Regions from separate parts of the Dromaius novaehollandiae genome. Here region 1 is linked to region 2. The links are chromatin contacts, called in public Hi-C maps. All regions are on one chromosome and are shown on one strand. Each heading gives the region's core, a stretch centred on a gene start, on an enhancer-like site or on the middle of the called end of the contact. The rest is flanking DNA. Distances are from core to core; before and after follow the strand shown. Region 1 overlaps CCDC73 (coiled-coil domain containing 73). Region 2 holds the start of EIF3M (eukaryotic translation initiation factor 3 subunit M).

What was found. A called contact is a pair of places that touch in the nucleus more often than the background predicts.
Region 1: a Hi-C map of brain shows a contact between it and region 2, with 2.1 times the contacts expected there. The contact joins the enhancer-like site here to the promoter of EIF3M in region 2. A contact is called at or near these places in 2 of 4 Hi-C or Micro-C datasets (brain and liver).

The regions. Positions count from the first base shown.
Region 1 is chr5:58,032,881-58,039,052 of bDroNov1.hap1, reverse strand. All of the region lies in intron 1 of CCDC73 (coiled-coil domain containing 73), which reads left to right. Among named protein-coding and RNA genes, the nearest start is that of PRRG4, 19 kb to the left of the region's middle. Within about 2 kb of position 3,737, at least 1 of the 2 cell types and tissues checked has open chromatin away from gene starts, as enhancers often do.
Region 2 is chr5:57,942,995-57,949,623 of bDroNov1.hap1, reverse strand. It overlaps EIF3M (eukaryotic translation initiation factor 3 subunit M), which reads right to left and starts at 3,897. Exons shown (of 11, transcript XM_026121914.2): 1 at 3,745-3,897; 2 at 1,855-2,074; 3 at 910-1,048; 4 at 367-490. The coding sequence starts at 3,786. It overlaps WT1 (WT1 transcription factor), which reads left to right and starts at 3,900. Exons shown (of 12, transcript XM_064512923.1): 1 at 3,900-4,095.

The sequences.
Region 1 (6,172 bases), core at 2,488-4,987, 90 kb before region 2:
TCCAGTAGTGACTGTAGCTGACAGTGCCGAGGTCAGTTAAAATGGGAGGAGGAGAAAGCATTCAGGGTTGTTTGTGTAACTGCACATTTTAAATATTATTAGAATCAGGCTTTCTAAGAAAAATCCTTTGTGACCTTCTGTGGACAAAATAGGCTATCCAAGAAAAAGTTTTGGATGAAAAATTATTTGGGCTGAGTAAGGAGAGGAGAATATAGCTCTAATCATCGTAATTCTGCTAGTCTTTTTCATGCCAAACAGATGTTCTTTTGGGTATCATATTTAAAAAAAATCATCTTTCTGAATTTGAGTGGTTTGGATATGATGATTTGCTATGAAATATTTCCTTTGTTACATGTGTTCAGAGAAAGCTGGACTGTTTATCTCCCAGAAGTGAAACCACCTTCTCCTTTGTGTGCGTTTTGACTAGTGGTTAAGTCAGAGTAATTTTGCTATGGTTTAAACAAAGTCAAATAGAAAAATCAAATTCATTGCCACCCCAAAAAAACTCTTTTGGGGAAAATAGCACAAACTTAAGGAAAAATACTTGTACATTTCAGCAGTATGTAGTAGCTTGTATGAGATGCAATACCAACAACTTAAATTGTAGAATTAAGTGGAAGTCTGAATGTCCGGGGAAAAAATATGTTCCAGACTCTTTAGGAGGCATGGGGAAATGGGGACGTAACTGGCATGTCTCTTATGTATATGTGTATGCAGGTAGTACAGAGGAAATAGCAAAGAGGGAAATGAATGTAAATACATACTGAAGAATGTGGAGCAGTGAGGCAAGAACATTTGGATGTGAGAGAAAGAAATGCTCACTGTAGCCAGAGGTGAGCCACAGGGTCCCACTAAAGTGGACCCTCCCAAGTCAGACTGGGGGATGGGACAAGAACAGGAAAAGACAGATGATGCTTTATCTAGGCAATTCATGCATGATACTGTTATCTTAATGTATGACAATTGGAATTAAAGATTTAGAAAAATGTACAGAATAATCCTATGAAGATAGTTAAGTTTAAAAGGTCCAATAGTTAATTTAGGATGAAATATAGTACAGGTTATGAATTTAATTTATATAAGTATCACTAATCAAATATTTTAAATTTAGTAATTTTTGTGTTAAGACATTAAAACATGTTGAGAAATGGAAGTTCATATCTTAGAAAATAAAACAAACAGTGAATTCAGGTGCCTCTATGTAAGGAAACAAGGAAAAAAGCATCAAATAGGTCTTTAAATGTTTAATCTTTTTTGAGATTCCATTCACTTTAAATGTGAATTTATGCATAGTTTCACTAGAGGGCAGAGTTAAGACTTTTTGGATGTGTTAGCTGCATTTTCACATTAGTGTGTTGATGATTCTAAGTGACTATGTTAAGCCTAAAGACGTATTTCGGCTTTAAACATCCTTGCTCCTTTTCCATCTTTCTTTGGGGGGAGTTTTATTTAAGGATTGAAGAAGTCATATTTGACAAAGAGGAAAGGGTTTGGAAACATAGCTCATTTTGGGAAAGATTTAAATTGCAGACTAAAAAGGATTAAGAATCAGTGTCCTAATCTTGTGCATTGCTAAGAATGCAATTAACTATATTAGCAAAACTCTTGAATATTAGGGCTCTTTGTAAAAAACAAACAAAAAAAACCCCCTGTGTATTATGTGTGAGCTCCCAAACAAATAATATTTATTAATATATACATTTAATTCCCTTTGAAGACTATGAGAGCTTGGCATTATTGGTGGCATTTTATTTTCTTCCAAATGACTGTTTGCAAAGTCTATTCCGTCCAAGATCTCAGAACTACTTACAAATATCTATTCATTGTCTAGCAACTGGCATATTAAATTTAATTTGAAGTAGTTATTTCAAGTGTAGGAGAAATCATTTCTAAACAAAACCCGCAGTCCATTTACTTCTCCCTAGCCCTGTCTGTTTATTTTTTGGATGACCTTTTCTCGTGAAATTGATGAAGTGAAGGTTTCTAACACCAGAGCAACAAGAAGAGTGTTGCTGAAACTTCCTAGCGTAGGAAGAGAAAGCACGCCAGCACCTTTGCTATTTTTGTATCTATGTCCTCGTTTATGCCCTTCCAGTGTTTGCAGCGCCTGGGGCCGGCGCGAAACCCTTTACTTCAGCCCCCTGCCTGGGGCAGCCGGTTGTCCCCGCAGAGCTGCCGGCGGGGAGCGCGGAGCAGCCCCGCGGGCGGCGGCCGGCGGCGGGGCCGGCGAGCTCCCAGGTGCCGGGAGGGCCCGGCTGAGGGGCCCCGCGCCCCTTTCCCTGAGCGCCCCGTGCTGCCTCTCGGTGCCGCGCAAATGGCGCCGGCCGAGCCGCGAGCGCCGCGCGGGGGCGGCGCGGGGAGGCGGCGCGCGGGCGGCGGTTGGCGCTGGCCGTTGGAAGTGGCGGGAAGGCGGCGGGGAGGAAGGGGGCCACGGCCTGGGCCTCGGCCCCGGGCTAAGCGGGGGCGCCCGGCCTTGGGGTGGTGTCTCCTGGGTGGTCGGAAGCCATCGTGCTGCCATGGGTCAGGGAGCTGCGAGGGTGGCTGGCTCGGCTGGAGAATGAGCCAGGTCCTCTCCAGTAGAGGGGAGGGAAGTAAGTATTAAAAAAGCAGTTTTGCGGCTATTCTGTGGAAGGCCACAGCACTGTTAATAATCTTGGGCCTTTCCCCAAGACAGTTGTGTCTGTCCCCCTTTTTCATCATGTAGGACGTAGTCTTACTATCTTCCCTACAGATTTGTTTATGCAACATCCCATCCAGAGCTTGGGATAATTCCTTACAATTCTGTCTGGGCTGCTGCTGGGCTACTTTCAGCATAAGAAGAACAATTTAGCCTGCATGCTAAAGGTCTGTGAGGAAAAATGTTAATATCTGGTGCATCTTTTCTGTCGGTGCCATGCTGTACAAATCTGTGTTCTGAATCTAACTGGGCAAGAAGTGCAGGACGGCTTTGTTTCTCTTACTTTTCCAACATGTTGCTCCTTGCACTTGTGTGTATTCCTTCACTTAATTTGTTTGATGCTTACTGCGTTACTTGTGTGTGAGTTTCTGTGTGTTTCGGGCTACAGGTAACTACAATTCAGTGTTCCTGATTTGAGACTTGTGTATCTTTTCTGGTTTAGTTTATTCTGACACCTCAGTGCCAATTGCGTATCGCTGTGCCCATGGTGATAATTCTTTTCGCTGAAAGACTAGCTAAAGGTGCAGGCAACAGTAGAGTGATTCAAGTTAGGAAATTTATCCTCAATAGGAAGGTTTTATTCTTCATGCCTTTAATCTGGGAAGGGGAATTTGAATAAATATGTAGGTAGGCCACGCATATTTACTGAGTATTTCTAGTAAAACCTTTGATGCACCGTCTCTGGTGTATGTGGTAAGGGCTAGAATGGGGGGGGGGGCCTCTAAAAATACTGCCTTAAGTATAATTATGTGTAACCTCAAAGCTTGTTATTTTGATTTCTCATGCCTTCTGTATTCAAGATTTTTATCTCAGTGTCATTCAATTATGGTATTGTATCTTTAGAGTAACATCTTTCACAAAATATTTCTGCCTTCTGTTTTAAAAAATCTCCCAAAGACTGTAATAGCTAATTTCACATTAGATTGGGTTACCAAAGGAGGAAGGAGCCTTCCTCTCTTTTCTGAAAAGTCTCTGCTGCTCTAGAGTTGTGGGGATGCTGTGGCTTGGGAGGAGTTACACCACCAGTTTCCTGTTACAACCCACTTGCTTAACTTCCCCTTCTGACCTCCCCCCTTTGGGAGCTGTTCCAAAGCTGGTGCTGGAGCAACTTTATTGTACTAGCCTGTAGTAGGATGTACAGATATAGGATTAGGTAATTTTTCTAATGATGACATGGGAATCTTTTCACTGATATCAGCATTCTCTGTGATGCTCAGGAAGCACAGAAACAATTTTCACATTTTATTATACCTCATTGTCCTAATCTTTTGGACTAGATTTAGCTGAGAGACCAACTTATTTCCCTTCATGAGACCATCATGTAGGAAACAGCACAGCTTGTCATGGTTCTGAATGATTCTTCCATAGCAGACAGCTTTCTTTAGCTGATAATTTTCCTTTTGAAGCTTTACAGTGGGGGTCTCAAAAAGTTTAATGATAATGTTAGGGCGGTTGTGCCTGGGCAAGGTTTGTAGAGAAAAGTAGCACATTTTGTCAAACAAATTGGGGGAGGGGGGAGAACCCCAGACCCAAAGACCAACAGCCTTCGGGCAAATAAGCTCTGATTATAAAATAGAAGAATCCCCAAATGTATGGAAAGGAGTTAAGTGCTGCCTGAAATAGTAGAGAACTGCACTTGAGGCCACAGGAGATTCCTTCCACTCCTTCTGCTTCCATGTCCCTAGTCTTTTGGACTAGATTCAGATGAGAGACCAATTTGTTTCCCTGAATGAGACTGTCATGTAGGAAACACCATAGCTTGTTGTCGCTCTGAATGATGCTTCCATAGCAGACAGCTTTTTTGAGTTGGTAAGACTAAGTTTTGCAAAACCTTAGATTTCTCACGAGTGTGGGTTTTTTGGAATGTTACACATTGTAAATTCATTTAGTGTTATATTATTTTGGACTGATCCCTTACTTGAAGGTATTGAGTCCAATTATTTTTGTGATAAGTATTGTTTTACCTGTTAACCAAGGATTATATATTTGACAGTCCATCTGTGATGGATGTAGCTAAGGTAAGAGTGCCCTTTTGCCTTTCTAAGGAATTGTTTTCTAAGATGACATATAACAAAGGGGGAAGGGGAAGGGTTTTGTGATCTCTGCCTGTTTTAGGGACTTAAATTCCAGACATTGTCCTGAATTAAGACATTTTGAATTCTAAAAAGTAGATGGACCTGAAATCTATTTTGGCTATGCAGTGATACAAAATTATTATAGAACAGTCAAATACCTTCTAGTTGGGGAAATTCTTTCAAGTTAGATTTGGGGAATTTAACCCACAGTTTCAAAATTTAATTCTAAATGATAACAGAAATGAAAGATATGATACTTACTTTCTTTACGCTTGGTATAGTTATTTCACAACTATAATTATAAGTAAGTAGTAACTGCCAAATCAGAATACTATCGGAATGCATCTGCTCTTTTTGTAGAAAATAATGATATGTAGCAAATCAGTTTTTAGAGTTTTAGGAGGGCCTGAAGCTGATTCAGATGACAGATGACTGAGTCATTAACTCCATACTTCTAACCCTTCAGCTGCTGCTTGTTTCGTGTTGCTACAGTAGTCTTACGGGATGAGGAAGTTAGAGCTCTCATTGCTTCTGATACCATAGTCCAGGCACAAACATTTTTTTAAGGAATAATTTAATTTTGGTTGTTGTCCCTAAACATAATACTGTGCATAAAGTATCAGGACACTGTAGTTATTAGGATGTCGACTAGGTGGCAGTATGGTGTTTAAAACGAATGTAATTTGCTTTGAATCACTGTGCAAGCCGAACAGATGAGGTAGTTGTATTGCATTTCTGTAAAAACAAAAAAACCCCCCAAAAAAACCAAGAAAACCCAACTTCTAGGGTTTGTCTATATCTATAAAATTTGGAGAGATCTTAGGTTCTATTAATCCCTTGAACAGTGAATTCCTCTCACTAATCATTAAAAAGAGTTCAAACAAATCTTGAAAAATATTAGGAATGAAAGGTTAGGGAGAGGAGGAGAATTTAATCCTATATACACCAATGTGTTGCAAGCACATACACATCTTAGTTTTAACTAGATTCCTTTCCTTTCCCCCCCCCCGAATGAGCTGATATTTTTCCCTGCTAATTTGTTCATAATCACTTTACTTGTGCTTGAAAAATCTTATGTTGTCTGTGATCTTACCATAGTATTGTCCTTTAAAAGATAGATACAATATACTCTATAATTGTTTTTGATTACAGAACATTAGGATCCTGAAAATGCATTTCTGTGTTTATTAGATGTACTACACTAGCTTATATAACATGTAAATTTTAAATCACCTGTTTTTTTGAAAATGCCTAGGCTGGCTAGCTTTCAAGAGATGATATAGTGTCATCAAAAGAATTCAAACTGCTGAAGGGGCCCTCTTGTAAAGGAAAAAAAATGTGCAGATCCCAAGCAATTTAGTACTTGGACAAGCAGTTGCAATCTATTAATGTTCATCTAGAATTCAACAGGTAACCAATA
Region 2 (6,629 bases), core at 2,648-5,147:
AAAACTCTGTGCTCTCCATGTGCTTCCTCAATAAGGACAGGTGGTCCCAAGACACTGATTCCAGAGCAAGAGGTAAAAACTTGATGCCCCATTTGTGATCAAAGCTTCTCCCTTTCACTACTATCACATGAATCAAACAGATGCATCTAACTTTGCTCCACATTAGAGACAGAAAATAAACAGCAGTTTAATTTAGATTCTGTAGAAGGATCTTTGTAAGAGTAGTAGTTCTGTATTGTGTTTTTTTTAAAATTTCACTGGAAATTTATAACAAGGAGGGACAGTCTGTATCAACTCTGACTAATATTCAGTCAGATGCAACATGGTTAATATGAACGCTGTAATGTGAAACACCATACAAATTACCTGATCGAGTTCAGTTGGAATGTACTGGATGGCACCACATGATGAGGCCACTTTAAGAAGGCTGCAGTACACTGTGTATCTCACAGGAGTATTCTTATCCATACCATGGAAGAGATTGCTCAGTCTAAACCACAAACAATGAATAACTAAGTTAAGGAGGTTTAGCAGAACTTTACTGGAGTGCATACAAGTAAGTGTTTCCATTAAGAAGTGTGCTAGTACACACAAACCACTTTCTGTAGTGCCATCTTGAGTCCATGATGAATTGTAACAGCTTCCAGTTTTACAACAGCAGAGAAATTGAAAACTATGCATTTTAACGTTAAGTTCATAATACCTGAGCAAAGAAAGTATATTGATACTTCTATTTTATGATGGAAAAAAAGAAGGTACCGAAAAAAAAAAAAAAAAAGACAAAGCATGCTATATACAACAGACACACCAATCCTTGATAGGCACCCCATACTTTGATTTATGAAAGACACAAGAGATCTCCTTAAAGGAAGGATTCTTTGGCCTTACTTTTCCCTGTACAATACTTACAGCTGCAGTCTAAGAGATGGGCGCTCTCCTTCCCGAAATTTTACTAATTTCTCACACAGGCTTTCAATCAGTGCTTCTTGTTTGTCAGGCTCCAGGATAAGAAGCAAAGAAACTACACTGTTCATTACACTCTCAACATCTGCACAAAACAAAATATGCAGCTGTTTAAAATTGCAAGCAATGATCATCATCAGTAACTATTTAATGCTGAAGAATCACTTCTGCTATGAATGCCTGTATATGTCTTGCTGATACAAAATATGTATAACGACACTGAGCATCACACAACAGAGCAATAAGCTTTGCTATTATTTTATGCTGATCTGCTTACAGTAAGAGGCAAAACAAAGAGATATTCATAAATGCTCATTCTAGAAGAACCCTGCATTCTTTCAAATGACATATGTTATTCCTATGAGCTATTTATTTTACATGTAAAACTTCTAAATGGGTCTTTATACTGAAACAGAACAGAGGAGGCACAGAAAGATCAGTTAATGCTACCACAGTATCATCAGCATCATTAAAACATATTAATGTAGTTTCTAATGACCTATGGTCCTACCTCCAAAAGGAGTAACTGACTACCAAAAATTCTAACGTTTTCAAACAATATAATTGATTAATATTTAGGTTCTAAAACGTCTCATTACAAACGTCTACAGTCTTAATTTTTATTGCTATCTGATCTGCCGCACCACAGACATGAATTAGCTGTAGAGTCTTATTTTATCATAAACATTTTTGTGGAAAAGAAACTTGTTTGATACACAACTTGCTAAATCCTCATAGTGAGCACAGTCCAGCTTTATTTCCGACTTGTTCGAAAGTCATTGGATGTTTGGAGAAGACAGGGCAGAGCACAGGCATATTTTACATGGCACTGCGTTTTTCCATTTTTAAAAAGATGCACCTTTTTAAACACATACAAGCCATGGAACATACCTCTAAATTCTGTCAACAGATAGTTATCTGAAAGCATCAATGGTGGCGATACGTTTAGCACCACTGATAAGACTGAAAGATGCAAACCTTTGTCATCCTCCTTCAGGCACACATCACAAGCTTCAATAATCTGTGCCAAGTCAACATGAAGTCCACCTTCAGAGTTCTCTTCAGAGATTTCAGCTCCTTTAGATTTCAAGTAAGCTCGAAGTTCTGCAGCCTTAAAAACATATAAATAAAGACAGTGAACAGCAAAGTCAGAAAAATTTATTTCTTATGGATTTCTTTCTGCAGTTATTCCTCTTTCCTCTGCTCCTGACCCACATTAGCTCCATTTCCCCCTACCACACTGTATCCTACAATGCTCCCTCTCTCCCATGAACACATCACCTAAATACCACCTAGGTGTAAGATGCAGCCCATGCGAGAGCTGTTTGGCCAGTGACTGAATAAATCATATAACTTGGGTTTTCTCACAGTAGGAATGCATCACAACTGCTGGACAGAGGACTGCAGCCCTCATAAGTTTTTGTGACAAAGATGTTTTCTTCTTAAGAATTCTTGTCTTCAAGACTTGTACTCCCTTTGACAATGTAAGTTAAATAATAAAACCATCTAGTTGTGTATTCTACAGAAAACACAAAGGATATACACAGAACTACCTTAGGGAAGGCAGAACTTTCAGTCTTCACCCAAGTTACAGGCAGTTTCCAATACCGATGACCTGCTTTATCAGACAGTAAGAAGATACCTTTTCCACAATGACAGGCCTATGCACTAACTTCACAATCCATGGTTTCAAAAGCAGAACCGTAACTCTTCAGAGTCAGCGTTTATAAGGCCATACAACTTCTGACACAAGGAAGTCTGACCTAGATGCTACGGTGATTCAAGATGTAATTTACATCAAGTTCAGTGTCAAGCCAACACAGTACCATAAGACGTAACTAAATGCTCTAGGATCCTTTGCGATCCTGAAGATGCTTCAGACTAACTACTTGACGAGCATTTACTAGACACTAGAGCAAGCAAAAACTGGACTGAAAAATAATATTTCTGACACGTGTTCCTGGTAGGTTTCAAATTATGTATGTAACAGACATGAAGAATAACAAATGCTAAAATTCAAAGACAGAACAAAGCAACAGCTCATAGATAAAATGAACTATTTCCATGACTCTTATTTAAACATCAAGAAGCCCACAAAAACAAGAGGCGTAAATAATGCTCTAGGAAGCATCCGAACCAGCTTTCTTTCCTAAAAAAGTACTGCTGAGGAAGAAGGAAGACAAAACATTAGCGAGGGTGATTTTTTAAAGAAAAATCGTGAACACACGTTTGCCTTTACATTCACAGTTTCTTCAATTCGCACGCTAAAATCCCTAGCAAATACTGCAAACGCATTTGCGCAGATCCACGCTAGCTGCGGCACGACCGTGATGGCCTTCGGCGAACCCCGCTCGCAGCGCTCCGGGCCCGCTAAGGGCTGCAGCACCGGCCAGCGGAGGCCTGAGCGCCCCCCGCCCGGCGACGGCTCCCACCGCCCCGCCCGCGACTCGCAGCACAGCGCAGCCTTTGCCACCGCCCCTTCCCGGAGGGCCGGCGCCGGCGGGGCCGCACGCCGCCCCTCGCCGCCACGCAGCCCGGCAGCGAGCATCGCCCCCGGCTCCTGCCGGCCAAGGGCAGGGCCGCCGCGCTCGGGAGGCGCCGGGCGCCAACGGCCGCGGCGCCAACGGCTACCAGGCCAACGGCCACGCCGCCAACGGCTGGGGGCCAAAGGACTCCCTCCCGCCCGCCCGCCCCAGGGAACTGGCGATCACCCCCCTCCCCGTCCCTCAGTCGGCCACCGCGGCCCGCGCGCCCTCCTCCCCGCCGCCCCTGGCTGCTGACCTGATCCTCCTCCGTAATGTCGATAAACGCCGGGACGCTCATGGCGGCGCAGACTCCCGCGACCGGCCCGAGCACGCCGCCCGCACCGGAAGCGCCGAGCGGCTTCCGCTGGCATGTGACGCCACTTCCGCTTCCGGAGTGTGTGTGGGAGGGGAGGAGCGGGCTGGCGCTGGCGCTGGCCCCCGCCCCTTCCCCCACTTTCCCCCGCCTCGCGCCGTTGGGAGCGACCGTTGGCGCTGAGGTGGCAGCGACCGTTGGCGCTGAGGCGGCGGTCCGTGAGCGGCCATGTGCCCGGCCCCGAGCTCCCGCCGGGACCCGGCGGAGGAGCTGACCGGCGAGTTGCTGCCCCTGGTCAGTGCTGGCCGCCTCATTGCCTGGGGTACCCGGCCTGCAGCAGTCTGCCCCCAAAGCTCCGCCTGTCCCGGGGGTCACCCTGTTCCCGGAGCGGTTCCCCCCGGCCTGGCAGCCTGCAGCGGGCCCGTTGTTGCCTGCGGGGTGCGCCCCTAGGCGAGGTGGGTGTGGTAAAGGGCCCAAGTGCTGCGCGCCCTGCCCGCAGATAAGAGTAGCTGGCCATCTTTAGTAAGGTATTCTGACATACATCTGTGTCCGTATGCGATAGGTGTCCATAATGACAGAATTATTATGATGTGGAAAGAATTAGAGTTTTTTTCTCTCTCAATCTAGAAGATTATTTGCTACTTTGTTGCTGTTAGACATGTAAGTTCTTACCTAGTCCTTTTTTACTGGAAGAGTTTAAATAATAGGCTTACTTTAGGTATGTTGGGAGTGAAACCTGATAAGAGAAAGGACAGGATTTTCCTAATCAGATGCTTAGTTTGTTCTTAAAATCACCTTAGCTTATATTCCAATTAAAAGTAACAAATAATGACTTGCTGATACCAATGCGTTGCATGCTTTTTCAGTTAAAGATTAAGAAATTTCCCATTTAACCAGTCTGTCGGACCAAGAGGGACATAGCTTGACTTTCCTGATATTTCAAAGGTTAAAATAAAGGCCAGAAAGAAAATACAGGGGAAACCCCAAGGAAGCTTCTATTTCCCTGTTGCTTATAAGTATTCACTGGTTATAGACATTTAGAAAACACTGGGACACATTCACAACTAATTGGATGAAGTATTTTTAAAGACTTGTTTAGTAAGATCTGGAGGGTTTTGAAAGGAGGGTCAGTGGATGGCTTATTATTGCTACATAATAGTGCTGGCTAGAAAGTAATTTAAAAGCTTTTTATTACTCTAGAAGTTGTTGAGTAATTCAAGATAAACTTGTTTAGAGAAATATAATCTCACAACCAGTAATGGAATTCTAAAATGCCAGGAAAAGGGAGCTGAGATGATTACTCTTTTAATGAGAATTTTGAGGTTGGTACTACAGCGCTATGCTTTGTGTTTACATTAGAATGTGTGAATCATCTTGCTGATACAGATGTTTTGTAAAGTCATGTCCCTGATATAAAATAACTGAATGAGATATAGCTCACAGGGACTGGAGATAGTGTTTTATGCTTCAAGAGTTTAAATAATCTGCAGTATGAAAATAGGTATACTGATTTATTCATCATACCATCAAGTGCCTTTGCAGTGTTAGCACTGTTAAGCCAAAGGGGCTGTTGCTTTGCTGTCAGTGAAACATTCACCTAGCCCCCATTTTACAAATGAAATTTTAGCAATAAATGTGGAAACACAAATAAAACGGGGCCTTACTATCACTGTTTGGTGTTCTCAATGGTTTGTATTTAGAAACTTCGGAGACTCTTTAATATTAATGGCAGCCTTTGAGTTTTCGGAGAGGTTTGTAACTCTTGTGCCAATATGTATAAGGTAATTAAGAAAAACTATCAATTGATGATGAACTCTAGGGATGTATAGACTAAAGAATGCCACTGCAGAAAGCTGCTGTGCTTTTAAAGGAGCAGATGCTGCTTTTGTCATCCTGGAAATTCCCTATGAGAATTTTTCATTCCCCAGTAAAATGAATCTTGATGTATTCAAATGCACTGATGGGGGTGGGGGGGGGAGGTTCTACCCCTCCTGCAAAATGCTGGATGAACTTAATTGTGCCTTGGGATTACTTATTTGAAGGAATCAAAGTCAAATATGAAGTCTAGAGGAATATTAGGAGGTTATAGGCCAGCATTTGCATCAGTTGCCAAAAAAAGCTGAGGATTTTACACGTCTGGATCACGACTAACGACGTATTTGGATCATGACACATTACGTGATTCTGTCCGTAACCTGTTTTTGTTCCAGCCCATGAAACATTTTAGGAAGTGCTTCTAATATAGGTTTTACATAAAATATGTAGAAAATATTGAAAGCATTATAAGTTTCAACCTTTTTTTAATAAAGTAGTCACCTTATTATCATTGTGCCCACCATATATTTCAGAGATAAAATCTAAATTACATAAATTCCTTAAGTTAATAGCACTTCTGTCTACAAATCTCCAGTTTTTTTCATTTTTTTCCTTACAAATCCATACCTGGCTAAATAATAACTAGACTTAAACTTGTTAGAGCAGAGGTAGCGCCTACTTCTAAGTTTCTATAGCACTGAGCACAATGAACCTGATAAAGGCTCAAACTGCCTTTATTAAACTTTATGACTCAGATAGCTTTACATATACATGCTTGTTTTATTTTTGAATAATGGTTCCGCTTTTAGGTTTTTTATCATCCGAATCCTAGCCAATTAATTTATTCTAGTTTTGGCATATTTTTGAAATAATAACCCCATTGTAACTGATAAGGTACCTTTAACAAAATTGTTTTTCAAACAGTATATTTTAATGTACATTTATATACATATATGTATATCTTTATAATACCAAATACTTTAAAAACTACTATCATCAATTGAAGTTTTGAA